Linked DNA regions of Sus scrofa: all the other regions are linked to region 2. A link is a contact called in public HiChIP or PLAC-seq and promoter capture Hi-C data. All regions are on one chromosome and are shown on one strand. Each heading gives the region's core, a stretch centred on a gene start, on an enhancer-like site or on the middle of the called end of the contact. The rest is flanking DNA. Distances are from core to core; before and after follow the strand shown.

Region 1 (5,652 bases), core at 2,903-5,402, 410 kb after region 2:
TTGTCCAGAGATGGAAAGGCTTTTCATCCATCCATTAAGCCAATACATATTTATTGAATACCTACAATACCTTGGGCTACAGCTATGACCAAGGTCAACAATCTCTGGCTTCACGGGCTTGTAAGGGAGAGAGAAAAATACACAGACAACTCCAGTGCAGGGGATGGTCAGAAAACTCAGGTTCCTGGAGTTCCCTTTGTGGCTCAGTGGTTAATGAACCCGACTAGGATCCATGAGGATGAGGGTTTGACCCCTGGCCTCACTCAGTAGGTTAAGGATCCAGCTCTGCTATGAGCTGTGGTATAGGCGGCAGACGCGGCTCAGATTTGGCCTGGCTGTGGCGGTGGTGTAGGCTGGCAGCTGTAGCTCCGATTCGACCCCTAACCTGGGAACCTCCATATGCCACGGGTGCGGCCCTAAAAAGACAGAAAAAGAAAAAAGCAAACTGAGGTTCCCTTCCCAGGGGCAGTGTTGTCTCAGCCGAGACCTGGCAGATGAGGAGGAGTCACTGGATCAAGTGTGGGCCAAGATTTTCCTGGGCAGAAGTGTATGCAAAGGTTGGGGAGTATTGAGGAAGGGAAGCCTGGCTTCCCGAGGGGGGCAGGTAGACAAAAATCTCCCACATGTGGATGAGAACTTCTGAACAACACAGGAGCCATGGGAAGCCTCTGGAGGGTTTTAAGTAGCAGATCCATGTGTTCTGGTTTGTTCTCGCTGCAAGAAGGGCGACTAGAGTGAGTTCCCTTTGTGGCTCAGTGGTTAACGAATCCGACTAGGAACGATGAGGTTGCGGGTTCGATCCCTGGCCTTCCTCAGTGGGTTAAGGATCCAGCGTTGCTGAGAACTGTGATGTAGGTTGCAGATGTGGCTTGGATCTGGCATTGCTGAGGCTGTGGTGTAGGCCAGCAACTGTAGCTCTGATTAGACCCCTAGCCTGGGAACCTCCATATGCTGCAGGAGTGGCCCAAGAAATGGTAAAAAGACAAAAAAAAAAAAAAAAAAAAAAAAAAGAGCGACTAGAGAAAGATCAAGCAGTCCACAGGCTGTCGCAGTAAAGCCCAATGAGACGTGGGGTTGGCTTGAATGAGGCGTGCAGCACTGGAGAGGGCGGGCAATGGACGGATTTGAGATTTAGGTTGGAGATGGAGGCCACTCGTCTTGATTATGTGTTTGCCAGGAGAGCAATAGGGAGGGCTTTGAGATGATTCCTAGGTTATTGTGTTGGACAGAGCATCTAGAGGAACATAGTGAGCCCATTTGCTGTGATTGAAAGAAGGCACAGGAGTTCCCGCTGTGATGCCGTGGGTTAAGGATCTGGCCTTGCCACAGCTGTGGTGTAGGTTGCAGCGGTGGCTCGGATTTGCTCTTTGGCCCAGGAACTTCCATATGCCGTGGGTGCAGCCAAAGCCAGAAAGAAAGAAGTGGGGGTGGGGGAGAAAGAGAAGGAAAGAAGGAAGGAAGGAAGAAAGATTGGAGTTCCTGTCATGGCTCAGTGGTTAACAAACCCAACCAGTATCTATGAGGATGTGGGTTTGATCCCTGGCCTCACTCACTGGGTTAAGAACCCGGTGCTCTGAGCGTTGCTCTGAGCTGTGGTGTATGCTGGCAGCTGTAGCTCCGATTAGACCCCTAGCCTGGGAATCTCCATATGCCACAGGTGCGGCCCTAAAAAGACAAAAAGAAAAAAGAAAGAGAGAGAAAGAAAGAAAGGCAGCACAGGTTTGGGGGATAGAAGAATCAAGCGCCCCATTTGGGATCTATTGAGTTTGAGGTGGTTTGGGACATACAGAGCCGCAAAGCAGGAAGTTGGGTAGGGGAGTCTGGAGCTCAGAGGAGAGGGCTGGGCTGGAAATATACATTTATGAGTCACCAGCATATAGATGGTATTTAAAGCCATGAGACTGGATGAGATCACGTAGGGAGAGAGGGTATAGATAGCAAAGAGAAGGTCCAAGCCTGAGCTGCTGAGAGGAGGAGTCGGGAAAATCGGTGACTGTGGCCCCCGTGTCTGGAGGCAGGGTGCTCTATGCGCTGCTGAGACAGAACCAACAGAGAAGTCACAGGTGTGGCAAGTTGTGGGGTCGTGGGCGGACCTGGCAAAAGTGACTTCAGTGGAGGAACGGGGACAAAGCCAGGTCTGAAGGGGTTGAAGAATACATTCAAGGTGAGGGAGCGATGACAGCAAGTGTAGACAGCCCCTTAGGGGTTGTCTGTCTCTACCCTAACGAGGTGCATCCATGCGTTCTCTCCCCTGTGGTCCCCTGAGGGCAGAGGCCATGCCCTGGTGATTTCTCTCTAAGCCCATAAATGGAGCCTAGCACATCATAGGAGTTCGATACATTTATTTAATGGTTGGATGAATAAATGAATGGATAATTCACTGCTTGTATCCTAAAGGCCTCTTCGGGTAGAGAGGGCCGCTGGATTCTTTTGAGGCAGTAGGGGAAACTGCAAAATCTGCTCCAAAGGCTAAAGGCACAGGACCCCCTTCTCCCAGGACCCTGCCTCCCAGCAAGCTCTCCCCCCTCAAGACAGCTGCATACAGGCCTGGAGCCAGCTGTGTCCCTGCTGCCTCTCACATGCCTGTGACGCTGGCTAAGTCCCATGCTTTCTTAGAAAAATATGGAGGAAAGAGGCCCCTGTGAGCCAGTCCTGGTGGGGGGAGGCACCATAGAAGTTAGTCTGCCTCCCCTCCCCCCCCCACCACCGCCTTTTTTCTCTCTGAGCCGCTTCCTTGTTTAGGAAGTAGAAGCTAACTCTGACCAGTTAGTTCCTGGAAGGGCGAGGAGAATGGGTGGGTGGTCCCTGAGGATCAGAAAGCTGAGGGGTGGGGACCCAGTGGAGGTAAGAGCCAAGGACCTCACACGCACGCATGCCACAGACACCTGCCTGGTGTGGGGCACACCACTGAACTGGGGCTGCTGAACAGGCATCTGTGTAGTGAAACCCAGGAGACCCTGAAGTGTCCTTGGGCTTGGGGGAGGCGTGACTCATGTGGGACAGACAGGCCTGCCTGCCAATCAGAGGGGAGCTAACTCAGCCACTGAGCCATAGGAATGAAAGTGGCTGTTGAGAGAAGTGGCAAGGGAAAAGCAGAAACTAGAAAGAGGAAATGGGATGGCCCTTAGGGAAGAGAGGGGAGCCTGTGAAGGCTCTGTGCATGACCAAGGGACCTGCCCTGAGATGGGCCGGGGACTTCCTCTGACAACCCCCTGCTGGCCATTCACCCCAGCGATACCTTTTCCTGCAGCGCCTGATACAACCTGTGGGAAGAGGCGGGAGGACCTGGAGTCGGGGAGCTGTGCCTTCCTTGGGCTAGAACATGGGAATGGCAGGCAGGCGGCACTGCTGCCACCTAGTGGAAATGCCTGTTATTTCGCTGGTTCTAACCCCAAGGTTGTCCTTCAGCTGAGCCCTAAGACTGGGTTTGGGGGATGGGGTAGACCCCTGCCCCTGCATTTGGGGACACAAGGCAAGAGGGAACCTCAGGGAAGAAAAGACACACCCTTGGGAGATGTGTGTGGCCCACATCACTGCCCCTCTGTGCCTTGGTCCCCTTTTCTGTAAGATGAGGTCAGTAGTACCTACCTCACGGGATTTTACGACGTTTAAATGAATCAGTCCATGTAAAGTACTTGGCATAGTAGCACATGCTCAAGAAATGCTACCTGTGGTCAATCCAAGGGGTAACCGGAAATGTTTAGCCCTGTTCCCTAGCCCCGACTACCACCATCAAATCTACAGGGCCTGCTAGACAAATATAGATTTCCTGGCTTTCATCACGAATGCCCCACTGAGTTCCTATTTGTAAATCCTGGGGCTCCTACTGTTCTATCATCAGCATCAACCCAAAGGCTCTGTGGGTCCCAACCTCTCTTCTCCTCTGATTCCGGGGCTTGGGGGGGAGGGTCCCAGATCCCAGCACTTTCTCTCTCCCCTCACCCCAGGCTGTGTGATCAGAATGGCTCTGGGCTGTGACATCACAGAGCCCTCAGCCATCACAGGAGTGGAGGGGTGATGAGGCCATGGCAGTGGGTGTGGGTGTGGATGTGGCTGGTTGGGCTGGGGACCGTAGCACCAGGTGGGATGGTGCCCTGGGAACAGTGGGCAGGAGGAAGGCTAAGGTGGGGGGGAGGGGGTCAGGGCCCCTGAGAGGCTGGGAGGCCAGGCCCGGCCTTTGTTCGCCACGCTTCTCTCCCATCCTCCCTGCCCAGTGTGGGCCTCCTCCAGGAGAGCTTAGCTGACCCTCAAGAAGTTCCTAGAATAAAATCAAGCCCCTCCACAGCTGCACTAAGGCCATGTGACCTGACAGGGCCCTGGGTCTGCCTCAGCCTCTTGGGTGGGGGACAGGGGTCCACTTGGCTCTTTCATAGACTTTGCTCTGGGTCCCCAGCGCCCAGCCCGGAAAAGGTCAAGGCCTTGGCCCAGAGAGCAGAGTCTCCGTTCTTCCTAGACAGACCTGATTTCTTTGATTACCCAGACTCGGACCAAGCCAGGCTCCTGGCCGTGGCCCAGTTCATTGGCGAGAGACCTGTCATCTTTGTTAACTCAGGTATGAACCAGCTTAAGAAGGGGCTGCCCTCCTCGCCAGGGCCTGGAGGACCGCTGCCTTTGGCCTTTCCATCGGAGGTCAGTCCGGGGGCCCCTGTCTCCCCCTGTCTAGCAGGTTCTGACTCCAGTTTCTTCCATCATATTCTGGTGGGTGCTCTGGTGGCGGCCTTCTTCTTCCTGCTTTTCCAGTTCTGCACACACATGTAAGGCCTGCCCCCTCCCACCACCTCTGCCTTCCTTGGGAAGAGGCCAGAGGACCCAAAATCCCAGGGTTTGGGGGTGGGGGGCTGCGTGACCTCCCATCTCTGATCTCCACACCCCATAGGAGCTGCCACAAAGGGGCCTAAAAAGCTGGACGAGGGCCCCGGACTCTGCCCTGAGTGCCCTCACTGGCCCTCCTCTCCTGCAGATGAATAAAAGTCCTTGCTTCTTTCTGCCTGACTGCTCAGTGACCAGCCAGGGGGTCCTGCCCGGTCCTGTGGTCATCAGGCTTTCTATCCCCAGGCACCCCTCCCTTTCCAGCCCAAAGAACTGGGTGACCAGGGCCTTGGTGGCGTTCACGCGGATCGACTTTATTAGCGGTCTGTAAAGCACCTCTCAGGGTCCCCCGACCCCAGAATGGAGGAAGCCTAGAGAGGTCTGTAGCACCAGGGACATGCCAGGGCCCGAGGGCAAGATGTGCAGCCTAAACCGGGGAAGGGACCAGGCACCCCTCCCGCCTGCCCGCAGGGTTGCTCAGCACTGGGAAGGCTGGGGGGGCGGTAGCAGCCACCTCCCTCCCCCACCCCGACAAATGAGTTTGAATTTGGATGAATAAATAAAATAAATAAGATTCCTCAGGCTGGCCTCCCCTGGAGAGGAGCTGTGGGGACAGCCACAGGCTTTAGATAGGGTGTCCCCCCACACCTCCTAGATGACAGGGAGCTGAGAGGAGTTTGCAGCAGGGGGGCTGGGATGGCCTTGGCAGCAGGGCCTCCCCCATGATTCTTTGAGTCCTGGTCCCTCAGTCTCCCCAGCCTCAAGCCCGAAGAGGTGTGACTTTTCCTCTTCCTTCGCTTCTCCAGGGTCCCGGGGAGGTGATGGAGAAAGGGGTTTGCAGGA
Region 2 (6,521 bases), core at 504-3,003:
CGATTCGACCCCTAGCCAGGGAACTTCCATATGCTGCAGGTGTGGCCCTAAAAAGCCAAAGGAAAAAAAAGAAGCAGCAGCAAAGCAAAAGGCTTGTCTCTCATCTGTGCTTTGGGAATGACCAGGAGGTGATCAGGTCCAGCTTTGCCCATACTCAGGGTACCTGTAGGGTGTTCTGCCCATGTAGGCTCTCTAGCGCTGGGCTCTGTGGGTCATTCTCTGCAAAGACAGACATTGGGATGGGAGAAAGGCATGGAGCTATAAGCTGTTCTGGAGGGCAGAGAAGTACTCACTTTATTTGTAGGAAGACACCTGTCTGTGATTGTAAGCCTTTACTGAGATGGCTTCTCTCCAGCGTTTCACCACTTGGGATTCTCCAAATTCTTGTTCTCATCTCTTTTTAGAAGAATAGAAGACGCCATGTTTCCTCCTAACCAGTTTCTTCCCTTCCTTTGTCTGGGAAGGCAACGAGAAAACACACTCTATAGTTCTTGCATCATCCCCATAGGAAGAATCTGGCTCATTCATTGTCAGGAACACTGCCAACTAATTTCAGTAGCAAGGGTTGGATCCTCTTAAGTTCTCTTTCCAGGGTCATTTTTTTCCTTGATTCAAAACTGCACCTACGGCAGTGCTTCTCAGGTTCTCTTCCTCTACAAGCCTCTATGCAAGTCGGACAGGCCTGCAAAGTCTTAAAGGCTGTCTTAAAGGCCACATGATTCTCTCTTGGTCCACTTCCCTTCCTGAACTCTATTACCTTCACCTGAAGGGATTCCCAAAGATCCTTGCCTCTCTGTGAGAAAAGCCAGGAACCAGAGATTAAGACTCCAGATATGGCGTTAAACTCAGGGAAGGTGGAGGGGAGAGGCAGGGTAACAGAAAAGGAAGCAGCCTTCTCTCTTTGGCAGTATCCCTCCGATGGGCCCCATCAGCACCTGGAACCTGTGGGGAGAAGGAAGGTGCTAGGAAGCAGAGTGTGGGCAGAGGCCGGGGAGGAAGGGTGTCTGTCCTCAGATCCCTCGGCTTTCGGTCTTCGGAAAGATAAAACTTAATGAGGCGTAAACGGGGGCGGGAAAAGATCTGAAAGCACAGGCCGGTCTAGAAGGGAGACGCCAGGGACCTCCCTCCTACTCCTCCCGCAGGCATTTCTGGAGCACCGGGGAGGTGGAACCGGCCTGCGCACCCCGCAACCAATAAGAAAACTGCCTCGCGTTCCCTGGCGACCATTAACTCCTAGCAGTTGGTGTAGTGGGAGGGGGCGGGATGGTGAGAGCACGAGCTCCACCGGCCAATCGCGGAGCTCGCTGAGAGGTAGGGGCGGTGTCTCTGGAAACGGAGGCGGGGTTGTTTCCTTGGCAACGGTCCTAGCCCTCACCGAGGGGGGAAGGGTGGCGATTAGGAGGAGCAGAGAGAGTAGGGGGCCGGGAGGAGTCGGGGAGGGCGCGCATGGGGTGGGGGTGTACAGTTCGAGGAGGGGTTCCCAGACTCGGGAGACTCGATGAGCCTAAGTTGGGGGGCGTCTATCCAGTTTCCCGAGGCGCGGCCAGAGCTGACCCCAAGGCCGGGGAGGGGAGGGGAGCTAGACGCCGCCCCCGCTGGCGCCGGGAAGCGTCGCTCCTTCTCGCTGACCTTGGTCTCGCTAGTTGCCTCGCCCTTGGCCACAGGCACTGAGGGACGCAGGGCCCGGAATACGGACAGATAGGCCCTCAGGCGGACGGAGACCTAGCACATAGGCACACAAACTGCCCCAGCCTTTCCTGGCGCCTGCAGGGCGCCCCGTCCTCCCCTACCTCGACGCCCGGGCCATCCAGCCCAGGGTTAATGCCAACGAGTTTCCACCTCCAGCCGCTCCTAGAGAGGCCGCGGCGCTAGCCAGCGGGGGAAACTGGCCGCGGACGGACACTTCCTGTGCGGAGGGGAGGGGGTCGGCCAGCCGCAGCCCTGCCCGGGCTGGGGGGCCAGACGGCGGGGTCTCGGGCGGGGAGCGGTATCCCGGGGCGGCAAGGCGAGTCGCGAAGCCCCTCACCTCCGAGGCCACAACGCACGAGGGCCTGAGGAGACCCCAGGGCAAGCCGAGTCCTTGTGGGTGGGGGCGGGGCCGCGGGTAGGGGAGGGGCCCGGCCGGCCGGAGAGGCCCAGGGTCAAGACGTCCGGCCTCTGGGGCCGACGCTGGGCAGCCAGGTCCCCTGGGCGGCGCTGAGCGGGCGGGCGGCGAGGGCCTGGGTCTCAGGGCACTCAGACCCGGGTCGCAGGATCGTCCGCCATCGCCGCCGCCACCGCCGCACTGGGAGCCGGCGGGGATGGAACGGGAGGCGTCGCCATGGGGCCTCGAGCCCCAGGATGTGCAAAGTCGTGACGAAATGGGGAGCCCCGAAGGGTCCCTCAAAGGTGAGGGAGGGAGCGCCCCTCCGAGGAGCGTGCCTGGGAGCGGGAGAGGGGGCTGCAGGGAGGGGAAAAGAGCCGGGGGCTTGGACACCTGGGACCTGGAGGAGGCGGGGGGCGGGGACCTGGTGTCCTGGATTTGCTGAGGGGGTGGTGGGAATTTCAGCACTTGCTCGAGGGCCAGCGACCCTGCTTGAGGAGGAGAAAAAGGCTTGTGGCAACTAGTGGTGGGACCCAGAGACCTTCCATGCCCCACACAATCTGGGTTTTCTGTAATTTTCTGATCCTGCAGGCAACATGAGTGAGAATGAGGAAGAGGAAATTTCTCAGCAAGAAGGCACTGGGGACTATGAGGTCGAAGAGATACCCTTTGGGCTTGAACCCCAGAGCCCTGGGTTTGGGTCACAAAGCCCAGAGTTTGAACCCCAAAGCCCCAGGTTTGAGCCTGAAAGCCCAGGTTTTGAGTCCCGAAGCCCTGGGTTTGTGCCCCCAAGCCCTGAATTTGCGCCCAGAAGCCCTGAATCAGATTCTCAGAGCCCCGACTTTGAATCCCAAAGCCCTGGGTACGAACCCAAGAGCCCTGGGTATGAACCCAAGAGCCCTGGATATGAACCCCGGAGCCCTGGGTATGAACCCAAGAGCCCTGGGTATGAACCTGGGAGCCCTGGATATGAATCTCAAAGCTCCAGATATGAATCCCAGAGCCCGGGGTATGAACCCCAGAATCCAGAGTTCAAAACCCAAAGCCCTGAATTTGAAGCGCAGAGTTCCAAGTTCCAGGAAGGCGCAGACATGCTTCTGAATTCTGAGGAAAAGAATCCCTTGAGCATCCCCTTGGGAGTCCACCCCTTGGACTCCTTCACCCAGGGCTTTGAGGAGCAGCCCACCGGGGGCTTGCCGCTAGGGCCCCCTTTTGAGATGCCCACAGGGGCCCTGCTGGCTCCACCCCAGTTTGAGATGCTCCAGAATCCCCTGGGCCTGACGGGGACCCTTCGTGGTCCCGGCCGACGGGGTGGCCGGGCCAGGGGTGGGCAGGGCCCGCGGCCTAACATCTGCGGCATCTGCGGGAAGAGCTTCGGGCGGGGCTCCACCCTGATCCAGCACCAGCGCATCCACACGGGCGAGAAGCCCTATAAATGCGAGGTCTGCAGCAAGGCCTTCTCCCAGAGCTCTGACCTCATCAAACACCAGCGCACCCACACGGGCGAGCGGCCCTACAAGTGTCCCCGTTGCGGCAAGGCCTTCGCTGACAGCTCTTACCTGCTTCGCCACCAGCGCACCCACTCTGGTCAGAAGCCCTACAAGTGCCCGCACTGCGGCAAGGCCTTCGGCGACAGCTCCTACCTCCTGCGGCACCAGCGCACCCACAGCCACGAGCGGCCCTACAGCTGCCCCGAGTGTGGCAAGTGCTACAGTCAGAACTCATCCCTGCGTAGTCACCAGAGGGTGCACACCGGGCAGAGGCCCTTCAGCTGTGGCATCTGTGGCAAGAGCTTCTCCCAGCGCTCAGCACTTATCCCCCACGCCCGCAGCCATGCCCGCGAGAAGCCCTTCAAGTGCCCCGAGTGCGGCAAGCGCTTCGGCCAGAGCTCGGTGCTGGCCATCCACGCCCGCACCCACCTGCCGGGCCGCACCTACAGCTGCCCCGACTGCGGCAAGACCTTCAATCGCTCCTCCACGCTGATTCAGCACCAGCGCTCCCACACGGGCGAGCGGCCCTACCGGTGCGCCGTGTGCGGCAAGGGCTTCTGCCGCTCCTCCACGCTGCTGCAGCATCACCGGGTCCACAGCGGGGAGCGGCCGTACAAGTGCGATGACTGTGGAAAGGCCTTCTCTCAGAGCTCCGACCTCATCCGCCACCAGCGGACCCACGCGGCCGGCCGGCGCTGACCTGGGGCCCCGCGGGGCGTGGGGAGGTGGTGGGCGGAAGAGAAGGGCACGGGGAGCGAGAGAAACCTTGGGAGGAAGAGTGGGTGGAAACGCTGGAGGCGAAAGGAGTTGAGGATTCGAGGAGGAGAGGGGGCCAGGGTGGAGGAAGTGACATGCCCTGGAGACTTATGGGAAATGGGCTATGAAGAGGGGTTGGAGGGAGGCCAAGCTGGCAGCCAGAGGCTCCGGGAGGGATCCAGAAAGAGGTCAGCAGAGAGCTGGCCTCAGCAGCAGCATGCCCCTTGCTGGACGCCCGGCTTGGCACAGTGCTAGATGGGGGTGGGGGGAGGGGGGGAGGGGTACTTAATTAGAGTTGGTAGCTTAGATTGGTAGCTACTGAGACCCCCTCGGAGTCAGGAAGAGGTGAGGGTCGGTGGGGCGGGGGGTGGGACCCCAAAGCAGGGCCTGGCTTCTGAGTGCAGACCCCAGCCTCTCCCGTCTTCCTCAGGCTTTGGAGCCCCTGAATTTGAGTTCAATAAAAACCTTTATGTGTTAAGAGACATTTGTCTTTCTAATGTGTGTGTGTGGATAGTGCTCTGGGCAGTGGGAGACTCTAGGTCACTAACTACAGCAGTGAAGCCATAAGGCCTGGTCTGGGAAGTGCTTTTTTTTTTTTTTTATTGTTTATTATTTTTTTGGCCGCTGCCAGAATCAGCTGGACGTGGGATCTAGGTTGCCAGATCAGGTTTTGAAGCTCTGGCTGCAGCAGTGTCCGTGCTGAATCCTTACCCCTAGACCACCAGGGAGCTCCCTGGGAAGTGCTTTTCTATTCAGTGTTTCACTGGAATCTTACAGTCTGAGACTCCAGAGCCATGACTTGCCCATATCTGCTCAAGTTCAGGTCCTACGCTTTGAATGCTGCACAAACACAGAGGGGGTCCAGGGAGGTGTGAGAAAACCTTCAACTTTGTGGAAATCCCTATTCCCCAACATGGAGGGACTCTCTCCCTGGCTCCCAGCACCACCCCTCTGTGCACTCTCTGACCAGAATTACAGGGATTGTCTGCAGTTCCGACCCCACCCGTGGAGAGTATATACTGTGCCCATTATGAAGATTGGACAACCTCAGCCTTTAAACCCTCCCACCAGGCTGGGCCCGATTTGCCACAGCTCCACTGCCTTTTTAGGAGCACTTTGTTACACCACAGCACACGGCAACACCAAACTCACCAATCAGGGCCATGGATACTAGTTGGGTTCGTTACCACTGAGCCACCATGGGAACGCCTTCCTAGCCCACTTTTATCTTACTTTGCTTTCCCATCTGATCCTCAGCCCTCCTAATACTTGGCTTCTCAGGAAAGGATGGGGAGTTGGTGCCATCAGTGAATCTGAGGGATTCCGGGGTGTGGCCCGTGGTCACCTTAGCTGAGGAGGACAGGCCACACGTCAGGGAATCAGCCATCGGCGGGGCACATCTAAGATGGACACCTGCTAAGGACCCGACAGGACCCTGTGAAGGAGACATTCAGACCACATCTGCCTGGTCCCACCTGCCCCCAGCGGCTCTGCCACACAGGCGCGTGGGGAGTCGTGACTCCAGAAGGCCTCTCGGGCTTCGGGATCCTGACATCACCCTTGGACGCACGCCCATCCTCAGGCCTTATAACTTGTCAAGAACAAATAACCTCTGTAAGCACATTTCAATCCAGCCTCCCATGATCTACAGACTCTGGAAAGGGGCTCTAGAGAGCATTTAGTTCAGTCCTGATCTTACTGGTTTTCAAAGTTTAAAGTATTTTGGATGTTGAGCATTTTTTTTTCAAGTGAAATCTGCCCATGGGTATGTTTGTTCATTTTTGTGTTTTTAGGGTTGCCCCTGCGGCATATGGAGGTTCCCAGGCTAGGGGTCGATTCAGAGCTACAGCTGCTGGCCGATTCAGAGCTACAGCCACAGCCACAACCACGTGGGATCCAAGCCACGTCTGTGACCTACCCAGAGCTCACGGCAATGCCGGATCCTTAACCCACTGAGTAAGGTCAGGGGTGGAATCTGTGTCCTCATGGATACTAGTTGGGTTCATTACCGCTGAGCCGCGATGGAAACTCCTGAAGTAGAAAGATTTTAAAGGCTGGAAAACAGGTGGAAGTGTTCAGGCTGCCAGGGGACCAGCACGTATGAAGGCACAGAGGTGGAGAAGGACAGGGAGACAGGTCTGTTTCTGAAGCAAGCCTCCCAGATCTGTGTTTTGCTGCTAACTGTGATGAAA
Region 3 (6,490 bases), core at 1,204-3,703, 280 kb after region 2:
GAGCCCAGGACTGGCCTAAGCTAAGCGGGGTAAACAGCGAAGGCTCACCCTGGAGGTGTAGTAGATGCGAAGCACTGGATTTCCCGACAGGTCAATCATCTTGTGACTTTCACTGCCTCGGACCACAGAACTTGGGGGAGAAAGAAAGTAGGGGGAAATCCATGAGCGTTCATTACATTGAAAGCCAACCCCCAGGAGGCAGGTGTCAGGATGCCTCGTTGAACAGAGGAGGGACTGGGCACAGCTGAAGACCACTGTCCTGCCCAACGCCACCTAGCTAGGGGAAGAATCAGGACTCAAAAGCCCCGTGCCCCTTCCCAAGGGATTTATTTATTTTTCTTTTTATGGCTGCCCCTGGGGCATGTGGATGTTCCCAGGCTAGGGGTCGAGTGTGGTCAACGCCACAGCCATTAGCAACACTGGATCCAAGTCACAGGGACCTACGCCACAGCTTGTGGCAACGCAGGATCCTTAACCCACTGAGTGAGACCAGGGATCGAACCCACATCCTCACACAGAATGTGTCAGGTCCTTAACCTTCTGAGCCACAACAGGAACTCCAGCCCAAGGGATGTTTGCTCTGTGGAATCCTTGAATAACCAGCCAGAAAAGTTGCAGGAATTACTGAATCCAGCTGTAAAACAGGACTGAAGCTGATTCAGAGATTTGCCCAAGGTCGTTCGGCAAAGCAGAGCTAAAAAGGAGATCTCCCGAGAAGCCTGAAGACACTGCCCCCACCGCCATATGACCTCAGCCCTCCCCACCCGGTCATCACGCCCAGAATGACAGACCTGTGAAGGTGCAGCCAGTGGCTGGCCACATCCAAGCTCATGCTGAGCTGGAAGAGAAGGGTGGCTCGAGGGTACAGCAGGGCCAGGTTGACCAGCAGACACATGGTGGAGCAGCGGTCTGTCAACATGTCCAGCATGGCCCCAAACCGGGTCCCTGAAAAATGGTGGCTATTAGGTGGCAAAGAGCTGTGGAGGAGGCGGTGGATGGATGACAGGGGCCGTATCTGGTGGATCATTCAGATGCAGAGTCTAAGGGTGACGGTGCATCCACTGCCTGGGGAGGCGAGGAGACTGTTCTGCCTGGACCAAAGGGCCAGGGTCACCGTGCCACAAAACAGAACACATGGGAATGCAGAGAGAACAAAGCAGAAGTGGGGAGGCTAGCTCTAGAGCTCATCAACCCCAGAATCCAGGGTCCAGGTCTCCAGACAAGAAGACTTGAAATCTTAGGGAAGTCTTGGAAGTGAACAGATTCAAAAAGTAGACAACCCTCCAGAAACTATCCCTCTTCCCTCTCCATCTGCCTTCCAAACCCACCTTCTGGAATCATTCTGGCTGGTGCCTGCCACACAGGAGATACCAATAAACATAAACATCTGTTGAATGGATGTTTTAATCCTTCGGAGAGGCCGGCAGCACTGCCACTTGCCACGCCCAGTCTTGCCATCCCACACCCCTCCTCTCAAAGAGTGCTTCTCAACTGCGAGCTTAAATCCCTTCCGCTACAAAAGCGGGCCACTCTGCTCTGCTTTCTACAGAGATGGGAATGACAGAGCTCCTGAGTACCTGAGGAAGCAGGAAAAGGGGGCAGAGGGTTGTTGGGCCTCGAGGCTGGCTGGGAGGAGGTATCTGTCACCTTGATTAAGGACTCGAGCAGCGTGTCCATCAAAAGCGTCCAGAAGTCCGCTGAGCAGGTAGAAGGAGGAGGCCGTGAAGGGGCAGCAGGGCATGAAGTAGAAAGAAATGATGGCGAAGACAATCCGGGCATAACCTTGGGACGGGACGAGGGAGAGACAGGGCAGATCAGGAAGCCTGCCCAAGACCCCTGGCCCTCCCGTTCGGCCCGGAGCCGCGGACAGCACTCACCAATAAGGTTAGGCACAAACAGGAAGATATTTTCGCTTGGCATCGCGGAGGCCCCCTGGCCGCTCTGGGCCTTATCCGGAGGTGCCAACTCTGTCCCAGCCCCGGCGCGACGCTCACCCTCCAGCCTGGCGCATCGGCCGCGCCCACTGCGCGCAGGTCTCTGCTGCCCCAGCCGGGTCCCAGATGTTAAAGCTCAATGTCGACCGTAGCATGGGCTAACCCAGCTGTGAGCCGGGAGCGAACACCCTGCCCTTCCTCAGGGCAGACGCTCGCCTCTTCCTGCCTCCAGCTGCGGCCTCTGCTGCTCCAGCTGTGCTGGGCTTCCGGAACCTACTCTACTGCGTTCTACCTTGCAAAATTGGAGAAAGGAAGAAGAGGCTTTTGAAATGGCTGCGGCCCCTTTAAGACCTGCTGGCTTCCTTGTCTTCCCTCCGCCCCTTACCATCGGCTTGTACCAAAGCACAGAGGGAGGAGAGGGGAAAAAGAAACATAGTCGTCGAGCAAAAAAGGGAATTGAAAAGGAGAGGCCAAAAGAGAAGGAGGCCTAGATAAATGTCTCTACGTTCCTTTCTGTGCAGGGTATGACTTCCTGGAGACAAAGATAAGGGGAGAAGATTCCGCTCTCTCGCGTTTTTGCACCCCCAAGAGGTCAGGTTATTTGGTACAGTCCACATTTTCCTTCCCCGCCCCCCTCTCTCCACCCTCATTAGCTCTTGCAGGATCCAGGCAACGAGATGACAGCCAGAGGGCCCGAAGGGCGACCTGGGGGGGGGCTGCTTTTCGCGTGCCCCTAGTGGTGGGAGGATTAGGTCGCAGGCTCCACTCTGTGTCATCTTCCCAGGTCTCTCTAGATTCTAGCGCTAGAGTCACTGACCCCTAAGAGGGACCTAGCAGGGAGCGGAGGAGTTGCGAATGCGACAAGCTAGGAAAATGCCCTTACCCCTGTGGTTCTAGAATCCCTAGTCTCCTGGCAACGGCGCTGCGGAACCTTTGCATATGCCAAAGTTTTCGTAGTAAGGGGTAGCGGAGCCGCCCTGGGTTCCCCTTTTTCCAAACTTCTCCCCCAACTCCCCGCTCCCACGGCCCCTAAAAGGGCTTTTTAGACCTCCCTGTCCCCTCTTCTGCCCAGGAGCCCAAGATTTCGACCCATCTGCCAGGTCGGGGGTGGCAAGTGGGCTGCCTTGTCTTAAGAAGGGCCTTGGATGGGAAGAAGGAAAGCGAGGCTCTCGCCGGGCCGAGTGGAGGCAGGGGAGAGGGGGCGGGCGTGTGGGTGTCCCACTCCCTCCCCCAGGAAGATTTAAGGCAGCGATTTTTTTTTTTTTTTTTTTTTTTTTTTTGGTCTTTTTGCCTTCTCCAGGGCCGCTCCCGCGGCATATGGAGGTTCCCCGGCTAGGGGTCGAAGTGGAGCTACAGCTGCCGGCCTACACCACACCCACAGCAACGCCAGATCCGAGCTGCGTCTGCAACCTACACCACAGCTCACGGCAACTCCCAATCCTTAACCCACTGAGCGAGGCCAGGGATCGAACCTGCAACCTCATGGTTCCTAGTCAGATTCCTTAAACACTGAGCCACGACGGGAACTCCAACCCCCCCCCCCCCCCCCCCCCCCCCCGCTTCAGAGAGAAACTGACACAGTCCTCTAAGGCCTTGGGCGAGAGTGGTGGGTTGGGTTTGGCAGAAGGAGGCTGGTTTCGCAGCCTAACATGGGCTCCAACTGTCCCCAGGGGGATGACATCCACTCCTACCAGGAATGAGGAGAAAAAGGGCAGCCGGCTGTCCCAAGCAGCGACCTCTACAGCCTCATTGAGTGGAGGTCTGGTGAGTGTCCGAGAGGACTTGAGGTGGGGGTGAAATGAAGTAGAGAGCTCTCAGCTGAGGGCACTGAGATCTCCCAGCCTTGAGACCCTAACCTCCACCCTGAGCCCAGAGTCCCCAGCACTAGGTCCTGAGGTCACCCAAGGCTGCCCTCCACTTCCACGGTCTTCTAGATCAAATCTCTCTCTCTCTCTCTCTTTTTTTTTTTTCCTTTTTAGGGCTGAGCCTGCCACATATGGAAGTTCCCAGACTAGGGGTCAAATTGGAGCTGCAGCTGCCGGCCTACATCCAAGCCACATCTGTGACCTATGCTGCAGCTTATATAGCAAGGCCCAGATCCTTAACCCACTGAGTGGAGCCAGGGATCGAACCTGCATGCTCATGGATACTAGTTGGGTGTTTTTTTTTTGTTTTTTGTTTTTTTTTTGGTCTTTTTAGGGCCGCATCCATGACATATAGAAGTTCCTAGGCTAGGGGTCAAGACAGAGCTACGCCAGATCCGAGCTGTGTCTGCGACCTACACCACACCTCACAGCAATGCTGGGTCTTTAACCCACTGAGCGGGGCCAAGTATCAAACCTGCGTCCTCACAGATTCTAGTCAGGTTCATTACCGCTGAGCCGCAGTGGGAACTCCGAGGTCACATCTCAAAGCCCAGCTCTCCCATACAAGGCTTCTTAGACCCAGAGCCCCCCAACCCCTGCGTGGAAGCATCCAGGACCAGGACTCCCATGTGGGAACTCCCAGGCTGAACCCCTCTGACTTTCCTTTCCCAGAAGCTTTCCCGTTCTGAAGAATTCCTGACACGGATCAGCACAGAACTCACAGACGAGGCCTTGTTCATAGCTGCCTACAACACAAACCCTGTGTCCACCAAGGAAAAACAGATGGAAGACCGAGGGACTCAGATATCCAAACATGGTGACCCCTACCCCAGGACCACTGTGTCTAGAGACCGTCCCCTCCCCCTATTTTTTTTTTTTTTTTTTTTTTTTTTTGCTTTTTAGGGCCACACCTGCGGCATATGGAGGCTCCCAGGCTAGGTGTCAAATCCGAGTTACAGCTGCTGGCCTACACCACAGCAACACCAGCTCCAAGCCTCAACTGCGAGCTACACCTCAGCTGACGGCAATGCTGGATCCTTAACCCACTGAGCGAGGCCAGGGATTGAACCCTCAACCCCATGGTTCCTAGTCAGATTTGTTTCTGCTGCGCCACAACGGGAACTTCCTTCACCTACACCTAGATCCAGTCCCTGAGGTTTTCCCAACCACAGCTGACCCCTCCAGGAATCCAAACCCATCGCCCCCATCTCACAGCCAGCCCTGGGACTACACCGTGCCCCCTGCTCAGTCACTCAGTACCCACCCCTCCCTGCCGGCCAGGCACTGCCTTTGCCCCTTCGTCCCCAGCCACAGCTCTTCCTGGCCATGGGGATAGTAATTTCTCTGACTGGGGCCTCTGCTTCCAGCATTCTTCACCAAGACCCCAGGCACTGATACCCGGTGAGTGCGGCTTCAGGGGAGATGCCTTTTTGTCCTGGGAGAAAGACGAGCCCCCCCGCAGGGGCGAGAGCAAGGGTTTGACACCATCCCAGCAGGGTATGGGGATTTTTTGAAACCACACGGTCCTATTCTGTTCGGCTCTGACCCTTGAATTCAGAGTCCTCAGCCTTCTCCTCTCCCTCCCGCCACCTCTAGGTCTGATAGAAACGGTACCTGCACCAAGGCACACTGCCTGCCATCCCCTTGCGAGGAGGTGTGTACTGGGTCCGTGGGTGACAAAGCCACTCAGAATGAACCAGGCGTTTCAGAGTTCACACGATAGGCCAGTTCCTGTTTTAGGCGCTTGGGACAGAAATGAAGGGTACAATCTCAGTCCTTGAAGAGGGCACGGTTTAGTGTGGTGCCAGTCAAGGCAATGGCCAGTTACAGTCCAAATGGGTAAGTGCCCATGACAAAAACGGAGACAGAGAGAGGGGCGCTGGTCCTGGCCTCAGCTGGGACAGGAAGGAAAGGAATCATGGAGCTTCCTGGAGGAGGGGACACTTGAAGAAATTTCCTGGGGCAAGAGCGGGTGGTAGGGGCATACCTCATGGTAAGGCTTGTGTGAGCAGAGGCGCAGAGGTGAGTCTCAGTGGCGTGAGCGTGGGCGCGCGAGTGTGTTCTTTAGGGCGGGGAGATGGCAGGACCGGAAGCAGTTTAACTGCTGGGCTACGCAGGCCAGGTAGCCCGGAGTTAATTAAGAGAGCTCACATGTGCCTTATTAAGATCCATAGATGTTTTCCTGCAGGTGAGGCTGGAATTTATTATTATTATTATTTGTTTTTTAGGGCCGCACTCATGGCATATGGAAGCTCCCAGGCTAGGGGTCAAATCGAAGTGTGGCCTCCAGCCTTTGCCACAACCACAGCAACACGGGATCTAAGCTGCATCTGCGACCTACACCACAGCTCATGGCAACACCGGATCCTTAACCCACTGAGCAAGGCCAGGAATCAAACCAGCATCCTCATGGATACTAGTTGGGATTGTTTCTGCTGCGCCGCAGTGGGAACTCTGAGGCTGGAATTTTAGAGCCATCCGTCTGGTGGTCAGTGGGGAGAATGAACTGGAAAGAGGAGAGACTAGAAGCAGAGAAGCCAGTTAGGAATTAGAGACGGTGTTAGAGATGCTTAGGTCCTGAGCATTCACAGTAATCGTAGAGGTGAGAGCAGGGGTAGATAGGCGAAAGACCAGGAAGATTGAGTTTGATAATTGATTAGAAGTGGTGCTGGGGAGTTCCCGTTGTGGCTC
Region 4 (6,424 bases), core at 141-2,640, 390 kb after region 2:
CAGTCTGGGCTGGAGGCTGCAGAGCTGGGCTCTGGAATGTGGAGAGAAGAGAAGGTTGGGAGAGGTTTCTCCTGTCACTTTCTTCCTCCACTTGGGATAAACTGCCTCTAATCCTGCTCTGACAGACGGAAGGGCAGTAGGAGACAGCGCTCAGTCTACCCTTTTCCTAGTGCCTGACGCACCCATCCAGCGCCCTCATCTAAGGCCTTGGGGCATAGCTCACGCGCAACAAGTAAATACGTTTTGAATGGACCACCTATGTAGAAAGCACTAACCTGACTCTGAATTGAAACGGAACCTTTTCCTCTCTCGGTCATGGCAGAGGGTGGGAGACCTCTTCGCCTTCTTGGCAAGGTCGAGCCTCTCTTCCTTGGCACCCGTTTCATCCACCTGTGTGGAGCATCAAGAGGGCAAAACATGAACCAAGGTTGTTTTCGGCCCCGCCCCCCTCAGGCTCCTCCGCCGCCGCCTCCACAACCCCCGCCTCTGGTGACCCCGGCTGGCGCCCTCACCTGCATCTTCAGCAGCTCCTCCTCCACTAGCCTCTTCAGCGCCTGCTTCTCCTCAGGTTCCAGGTGGTCGCGGCCGGCGTGAGCCAAGAACCTCTGCCGCACGATGGAGTGCGTAAGCGTGCTGCAGAAACACGTGTCAGGACAGAGTCCCCGTCCCGCCCCTGCCCTTTCCAACCCCAACGCCAACCTCCGGTGCACCTGAGGTCCGGGCGGCCTCGGAAGAAGCTACGGGTGAACTCCTGCATCTCATTCTCCCGCGCCATTTTGCTCCACCCAGAATACTGGTGGCTCCCGCCTTTTTTCTTCCCGGCCTCCGTCCACGCGTTTGACAGGAGCTTGCGCACGCGCAGAGTCGTAGAGCCGTGAGGCTAGCGACCGTTGAAGGTCCGTTGCGGGCCGCTTAGACCGAGAACTTTACCAGACAAAACTTGCTCTCCCCGGGCAGTGTGTGTGTTTGGGGGGGGGGTGTCTCGCAGCTCCTTCCTCTTTTTTTTTTTTTTTTTTTTAAGAACGAAGCGCTTCGAAAGTTTTCCTTAGAAACCGATTCGCAGCCCGCAACCTTTGGGTAACGCAATCAACCTGCGACGCTGCCTCCGTTCGTGATCACGGGCAGCAGTTAGGCCTCTGTGATTTTCGAAAGACAGAAAGAAAAGGGCGTCCCCACCTAGAGACTAGGAATTCCAGGGAGAAATTCGTCTTGTGGCTTCAAATCGCTAAGCACATTCCAAGTCAGTAAGGAAGCCCTTCGGCAGCCGACATCTCTGTGACGTCTTCACGTCGCGGCGGCGCCATCTTCCGCGTATCCCCTGGAAACAACGCTCCTTTCACGGTGGTCCCTCGGAGCCACCCCCTGTGGTCAAGATCTCTGGGCGCGGTGGACTCTGGGAGTTGTAGTCCCAGCGAACACAGCCTAGCCGAGTCTCCGGAAGTGGAAGCGGAAGAGGCCGGGCCGAGGCGGCTTTCGGGTAGCGGGACCCCGGACTAGGTTTGGGGCGCCACTCCCGGACCCAGTCATGAACGGGCCGGCGGATGGCGAAGTGGACTACAAGAAGAAATACCGGAACCTGAAGCGGAAGCTCAAATTCCTCATCTACGTGAGTGCTGGGTGGAGTGGGAAGGTGGAGGGGGGTGAGGCCTGGCGCTGGTAGGACGTCCGTTTAGTTCTGTGTAAAGGGAGCAGGGTACTCTGTGGCCGGCTTCCGAGCCCCATTTACGGATGGCAGGTGGCTCAGCATCCACCTTGCCCTTGATACAGGAACACGAGTGCTTCCAGGAGGAACTGAGGAAGGCACAGAGAAAATTGTTGAAGGTGTCCCGGGACAAGAGGTGAGACAGGCTCCGAGGGGAGGAGGGAGACCAGAGTAGATCTACATTCGGCCCCCACCCTGGAATGGGCCACAAATGCATGATGCCTGCCTGGGGACTGTTGTGAGGACGGGGCCAGTTCGAAGGGACGGGGGCTCAAGAGAACGTTGCAGAGATGGGAATAAACACTCATTGTTCCCCCCGCCTCTTTCCTCAGTTTCCTCCTAGACCGACTTCTGCAGTACGAGAACGTGGATGAAGACTCTTCTGGTGAGCAGGGTCATGGAAAATTGGTGGAGGACATGCTCCTGGCGCTCCAGCCAGCTCACTGGGCCCTCCTTTTAGACTGGAGGCCAGTACACCTCTGGTGGTTCCTAAGCCTGGTTGCTTGCCCTCCACCTCCCCTGTTTGTTAACTCAAGTATTACTGGATATCTACTTCGTTTCAGGCACTGTGCTCTGCACAGGGAATGCAGTGGTGACTGAGATGCACAAAGCTTCTGGGAATTTGTATTGTAATTAGGTGTAATAAGAGAGCAAAGAAATAAACTAGAGTTTTAGATTCGAAAGGCATAAAATCAGGGTGATATGGTAGTGATTGGAATAAAGCAGGGGTTGATAAACGTTCTCTGTAAAGAGCTAAGTAGGCATTCCTGCTGTGGCACAGTGGGTTAAAGATCCGGCCGCGTCACTGCAGCAGTTAAAGCAGTGGTGTAGGTCGAAGGTGCAGCTTGGATTTGATCCCTGGCCTGAGATCCTCAGGTGTGGCCTCCATATGCTTCAGGTGCGGCGAAAAAGGGGAAAGAGAGCGGGAAAAGAGCCAAGTAGACTTTGCAGAACATATACCTTTTGTTTCAGCGTCTCAGCTGAATAAAAGCTGCAGTTGCCGGCCTACACCACAGCTCACGGCAACGCCAGATACTTAACCCACTGAGTGAGGCCAGGGATGGAACCTGTGTCCTCATGGATGCTAATCAGGTTCATTTCCACTGAGCCACAATGGAACTCCTGGTTTTGTTTTAAGAACATTATTTATGGGAGTTCCTCTCAGGTCCTCCGTGGCTGTGGCTGTGACTCTGGTGTAGGCTGGCAGCTGCAGCTCCAATTCGACCCCTAGCCAGGGAACCTCCATATGCTGCAGGTTCAGCCTTAAAAAGACAAAACAGCATTATTTATGAATACTGAACTTTGAATTTCATAACGTTCACACACATCATGAAATATTTTTCCTTGGATTTTTTTTCCTCAACCATTTGAAAAACTGAAAAGCCATTCTTAGCATACATACCACGCACAAGCACATGGCAGGCTGCAAATCAATAAAGGGTTTAAGAAAGACTCTTTTTAGCGAGGATTGTTTGACCTGGGACCTAGGTGAGAAGAAGAGACCTGTCTTGTGCAGGGACGAGTGAGAGGTTTTCCAGGGGAGGGAATCACAAGTGCAGATTCCCTGAGGTAAGAAGGTAGCAGGTGGTTTGAAAGTGGAAGGGCTGAAGCACATAAAGCTGTGTTCTCCTTGTTTACAGTCAGTAATAGATTTTACATCCTGACCAGCCCCACATACTTAGGTACTTTTAAAGCAGAATTTAATGAAACAATGTGAAGATTATGACATGTGCTCTGATAGTTTTTATTTTTTTATTATTTTTCATTTTAAAATTATAGTCGATTTCACAGTGTTCTGTCAGTTTCTGCTGTACAGCAGAGCGACTCAGTTGTCTGTATATATACATTATTTTTCTTTCATGATCCTCCATCCTGCTCCTTTGCAAGTGATGGGCTATAGTTCCCTGTGCTATATATACAGCAGTATTCTGATACTTTTTAGACCGTTTTTGTTTGTTTTGTTTGTTTGTTTGTTTTTCCCCCATTTAATGCTGGTTGAAAACCAATTAGTTGACTTTGTGACTCACTTACGGGTTGATACCCCCAGTTTGAAAAAGCCTTATGGTGGACCTTTGTGGCCCTGTTCTTCTCATGAGTACGTGCCATGCAATTACTTCTTTCCATGGTTCCTTTAAATACGGATGTAGATTGGGGGTCAGCAAATGGCAGCCAGCCAGGCTGCTTGTCTCTGTAAATAATGTTTCATCAGAACACACAACACCCAGTTATTTACATACCGTAAGAGACCAGCAAACAAGGTCAGAAAGCAAGTAGGACCCAGCTCATGTGGGTCATGGCAGAACGCCTGGCTTGTATGACTATATAAATCATTCTTTTGGGAGTTCCCGTTGTGGCATGAGAATGTGGGTTCAATCCCTGGCCTCACTCAGTGGGTTAAGTGTCTGGCGTTGTCGTGAGCTGTGGTGTGTGTAGGCTGGCAGCTGCAGCTCCAATTCAACCCCTAGCCTGGGAACCTCCATATGCTGTGGGTGCAGCCCTAAAAAGCAAAAAAAAAAAAAAGTAGTAATTCTTTTCAGTTAATTTCCTGTCTGAGGGGGACGTCAGTATAGGAGGCATGAGAGAACCCAGCGTGTCTATGGTCAGAGTGGGATAAACCTGAGAAGCAAGAGCCCGGAGACATAAGCCGCCACTTAGATCCCTGAGAAGCCCGTAGTATAGTCAGGGAGACACCCACACATACCACGTCCTAGCACCATGAGGAGAGCCGTGACAAGTGAGAGTAGAGAGTTCCGGGAGAGCTGGCCATCAGCTGGGTCTGAGGGAATCTAGGAGACTTCTCAGAAAGGTGGCATTTGATCTGCTTTCAGGGGGGAGCTGTGGCATGCAATAGCTTGATGTGGGATCTCAGTTCCCAGACCAGGGATTGAACCTAAGCTACAACAGTGAGAACACTGAATCCTAACCGCTAGACCACCAGGAAACTCCCTATTCTACCTATTCCTTTTTTTTTTTTTTTTTTTTTTTTTGCTTTTTGCCTTTTTGCCTTTTCTAGGGCCACTCCCACGACATATGGAGGTTTCCAGGCTAGGGGTCGAATCAGAGCTGTAGCCGCCGGCCTACACCACAGCCACAGCAACACAGGATCTGAGCCGTGTCTGCAGCCTACACCACAGCTCATGGCAATGCCGGATCCTTAACCCACTGAGCGAGGCCAGGGATCAAACCTGCGTCGTCATGGATACTAGTCGGGTTCCTTAACCACTGAGCCACAATGGGAGCTCCCGTAGCAAGTGCGTGACAAATGTGTTACCGAGGAGTCCAGGCAGGAAGTCTGTTGTAAAGGACATTTTAAGAAGTTGGGGAAGCTCTGTGTGTGTGTGTTTTGATGGGGAGGCCATTAGAGTCCCCACAGACCTTCCATAGAGTTGAGATTACACCCCTCTGGGGTAAATGGAAATTCCCACTCCCCACTGACCAACTGTGCCCCCCCACAGACTCAGATGCCACCGCATCTTCGGATAACAGCGAGACCGAGGGGACACCCAAGTTGTCGGACACACCAGCTCCTAAGAGGTGAGAAGAAGCCATCATTCCCCAGGCCAGGCCAGGGGCCAGGGGGGCACCTGGGCCACCTCTCTGCCTCTGACCCTGTCCCCTGTCCTTTTCTCCAGGAAGAGAAGCCCTCCGCTGGGGGGCGCCCCCTCCCCCTCCAGCCTCTCCCTGCCTCCTTCAGCAGGGTTTCCCCTTCAGGCCTCCGGTGCCCCCTCCCCATACCTGAGCTCGGTGAGTTGGGGTCAAGGATGGGAAGTGGTAAAAGGCCCGGGAGTAAGGCGGGTGTCATTTGGGCAGAGGGGCTGGGCCAAGGACATCTGTCTTGGTGTGGCCAGCACGGTCCCCTGGAGGGTGTGAGTCGGGGCCGTCCACGTCCCTCTGGTGTAGGGATGGGGGACAGAAGTGACTGAGGAGAGCAGAGCCCAGGACACAGTCCTGCTGCTGTCCCCTCCCCTCTGTTCTCGGGAGCCACACTCATCACCATCTCTTGTTTTTCCATTCTTCCTCCTGTTTGCATTTCTTCCCTTCACCCCCACCCCATCCACTCCATTTCCCATCTCCATCCCCTCACTCCTGCCTGCAGCTGGCTTCCCCCCCCTACCCCCCATTCCCTTCCGATTACCTGGCCCTGCAGCTGCCCGAGCCCAGCCCCCTGCGGCCCAAGCGGGAGAAACGGCCCCGCCTGCCCCGGAAACTCAAGGTACCCTGTTTGGGGGACATTAGGGAGGGGCCAGGACAGCCATCAAAGGGAGGCTCCAGACGGGCTGGGGGCCTGTCCGAGAATGTTGAAAGCCTGACTTGGGGCTGCTGCTGGGGGCCCAGCCTAAGGGCAGGCACTGAGGGGAAGGTCCGAGAAGTCCTGGCTCACAGGTTCCGCGCGAGACTAGTCTGGGCAGGAGCAGCCTGGGGGGCCCAGAGCGAAGACGGCTGGGGACACAGGCTTGTTTTCCCAGGTGTGCTGTGATGCCAGGCAGTCCCCGAGGCGGGGCAGAGTTGTGGGATTAGAAACAAGTCGAGGCTGCACCCCTTAAAAACCACGTACCCGTAACTCTTGAGGTTTCAGACTGTGTGTCTGTAAAGTGAGTGTGATCGGCCAGGCTCACGGAGCGCTTGCTCCGTACCAGGCACTGCTCCAGGTGCTGCAGAGCCAGTCATGAACAAAACAAAGGTCCCATGCCCATCCCTTATTTTCTGCCCCTTCTCCCAGAA

What was found. Promoter capture Hi-C pulls out the DNA fragments that hold promoters and counts their contacts. HiChIP or PLAC-seq counts read pairs in DNA pulled down with a chosen protein or histone mark.
Region 1: an H3K27ac HiChIP or PLAC-seq map of alveolar macrophages shows a contact between it and region 2. The contact joins the promoter of C3H16orf92 here to the promoter of ZNF768 in region 2. A contact is called at or near these places in 1 of 47 Hi-C or Micro-C datasets (embryonic fibroblasts) and 1 of 2 datasets of contacts at active chromatin or transcription factors (alveolar macrophages).
Region 3: a contact with region 2 is called in a promoter capture Hi-C map of liver, with 3 times the contacts expected there. The contact joins the promoter of LOC100622642 here to the promoter of ZNF768 in region 2. A contact is called at or near these places in 1 of 5 promoter capture datasets (liver) and 1 of 47 Hi-C or Micro-C datasets (embryonic fibroblasts).
Region 4: a contact with region 2 is called in a promoter capture Hi-C map of fetal liver, with 2.5 times the contacts expected there. The contact joins the promoter of INO80E here to the promoter of ZNF768 in region 2. A contact is called at or near these places in 1 of 5 promoter capture datasets (fetal liver) and 2 of 47 Hi-C or Micro-C datasets (embryonic fibroblasts and liver).

Annotation. Positions count from the first base shown.
Region 1 is chr3:18,218,771-18,224,422 of Sscrofa11.1, forward strand. It overlaps C3H16orf92, which reads left to right and starts at 4,153. Exons shown (of 2, transcript XM_021088372.1): 1 at 4,153-4,552; 2 at 4,667-4,758. The coding sequence starts at 4,153. The coding sequence ends at 4,758.
Region 2 is chr3:17,809,581-17,816,101 of Sscrofa11.1, forward strand. It overlaps ZNF768 (zinc finger protein 768), which reads left to right and starts at 1,754. Exons shown (of 2, transcript XM_005653012.3): 1 at 1,754-2,388; 2 at 2,675-4,811. The coding sequence starts at 2,301. The coding sequence ends at 4,272. It overlaps LOC102158302 (a long non-coding RNA gene), which reads right to left and starts at 1,405. Exons shown (of 2, transcript XR_002342367.1): 1 at 758-1,405; 2 at 272-456. LOC110259907 (a long non-coding RNA gene) reads right to left here. Exons shown (of 3, transcript XR_002342368.1): 3 at 6,242-6,521.
Region 3 is chr3:18,089,514-18,096,003 of Sscrofa11.1, forward strand. It overlaps LOC100622642 (putative protein T-ENOL), which reads left to right and starts at 2,454. Exons shown (of 6, transcript XM_021086430.1): 1 at 2,454-2,525; 2 at 3,605-3,698; 3 at 4,472-4,616; 4 at 5,167-5,200; 5 at 5,396-5,453. The coding sequence starts at 3,609. CDIPT (CDP-diacylglycerol--inositol 3-phosphatidyltransferase) reads right to left here and starts at 1,920. Exons shown (of 6, transcript NM_001167642.1): 1 at 1,878-1,920; 2 at 1,648-1,782; 3 at 792-945; 4 at 49-130. The coding sequence starts at 1,920.
Region 4 is chr3:18,200,702-18,207,125 of Sscrofa11.1, forward strand. It overlaps INO80E (INO80 complex subunit E), which reads left to right and starts at 1,391. Exons shown (of 6, transcript XM_021088007.1): 1 at 1,391-1,606; 2 at 1,768-1,838; 3 at 2,035-2,087; 4 at 5,158-5,236; 5 at 5,335-5,446. The coding sequence starts at 1,526. It overlaps HIRIP3 (HIRA-interacting protein 3), which reads right to left and starts at 1,206. Exons shown (of 8, transcript XM_021087988.1): 1 at 711-1,206; 2 at 513-633; 3 at 276-390; 4 at 1-31. The coding sequence starts at 775.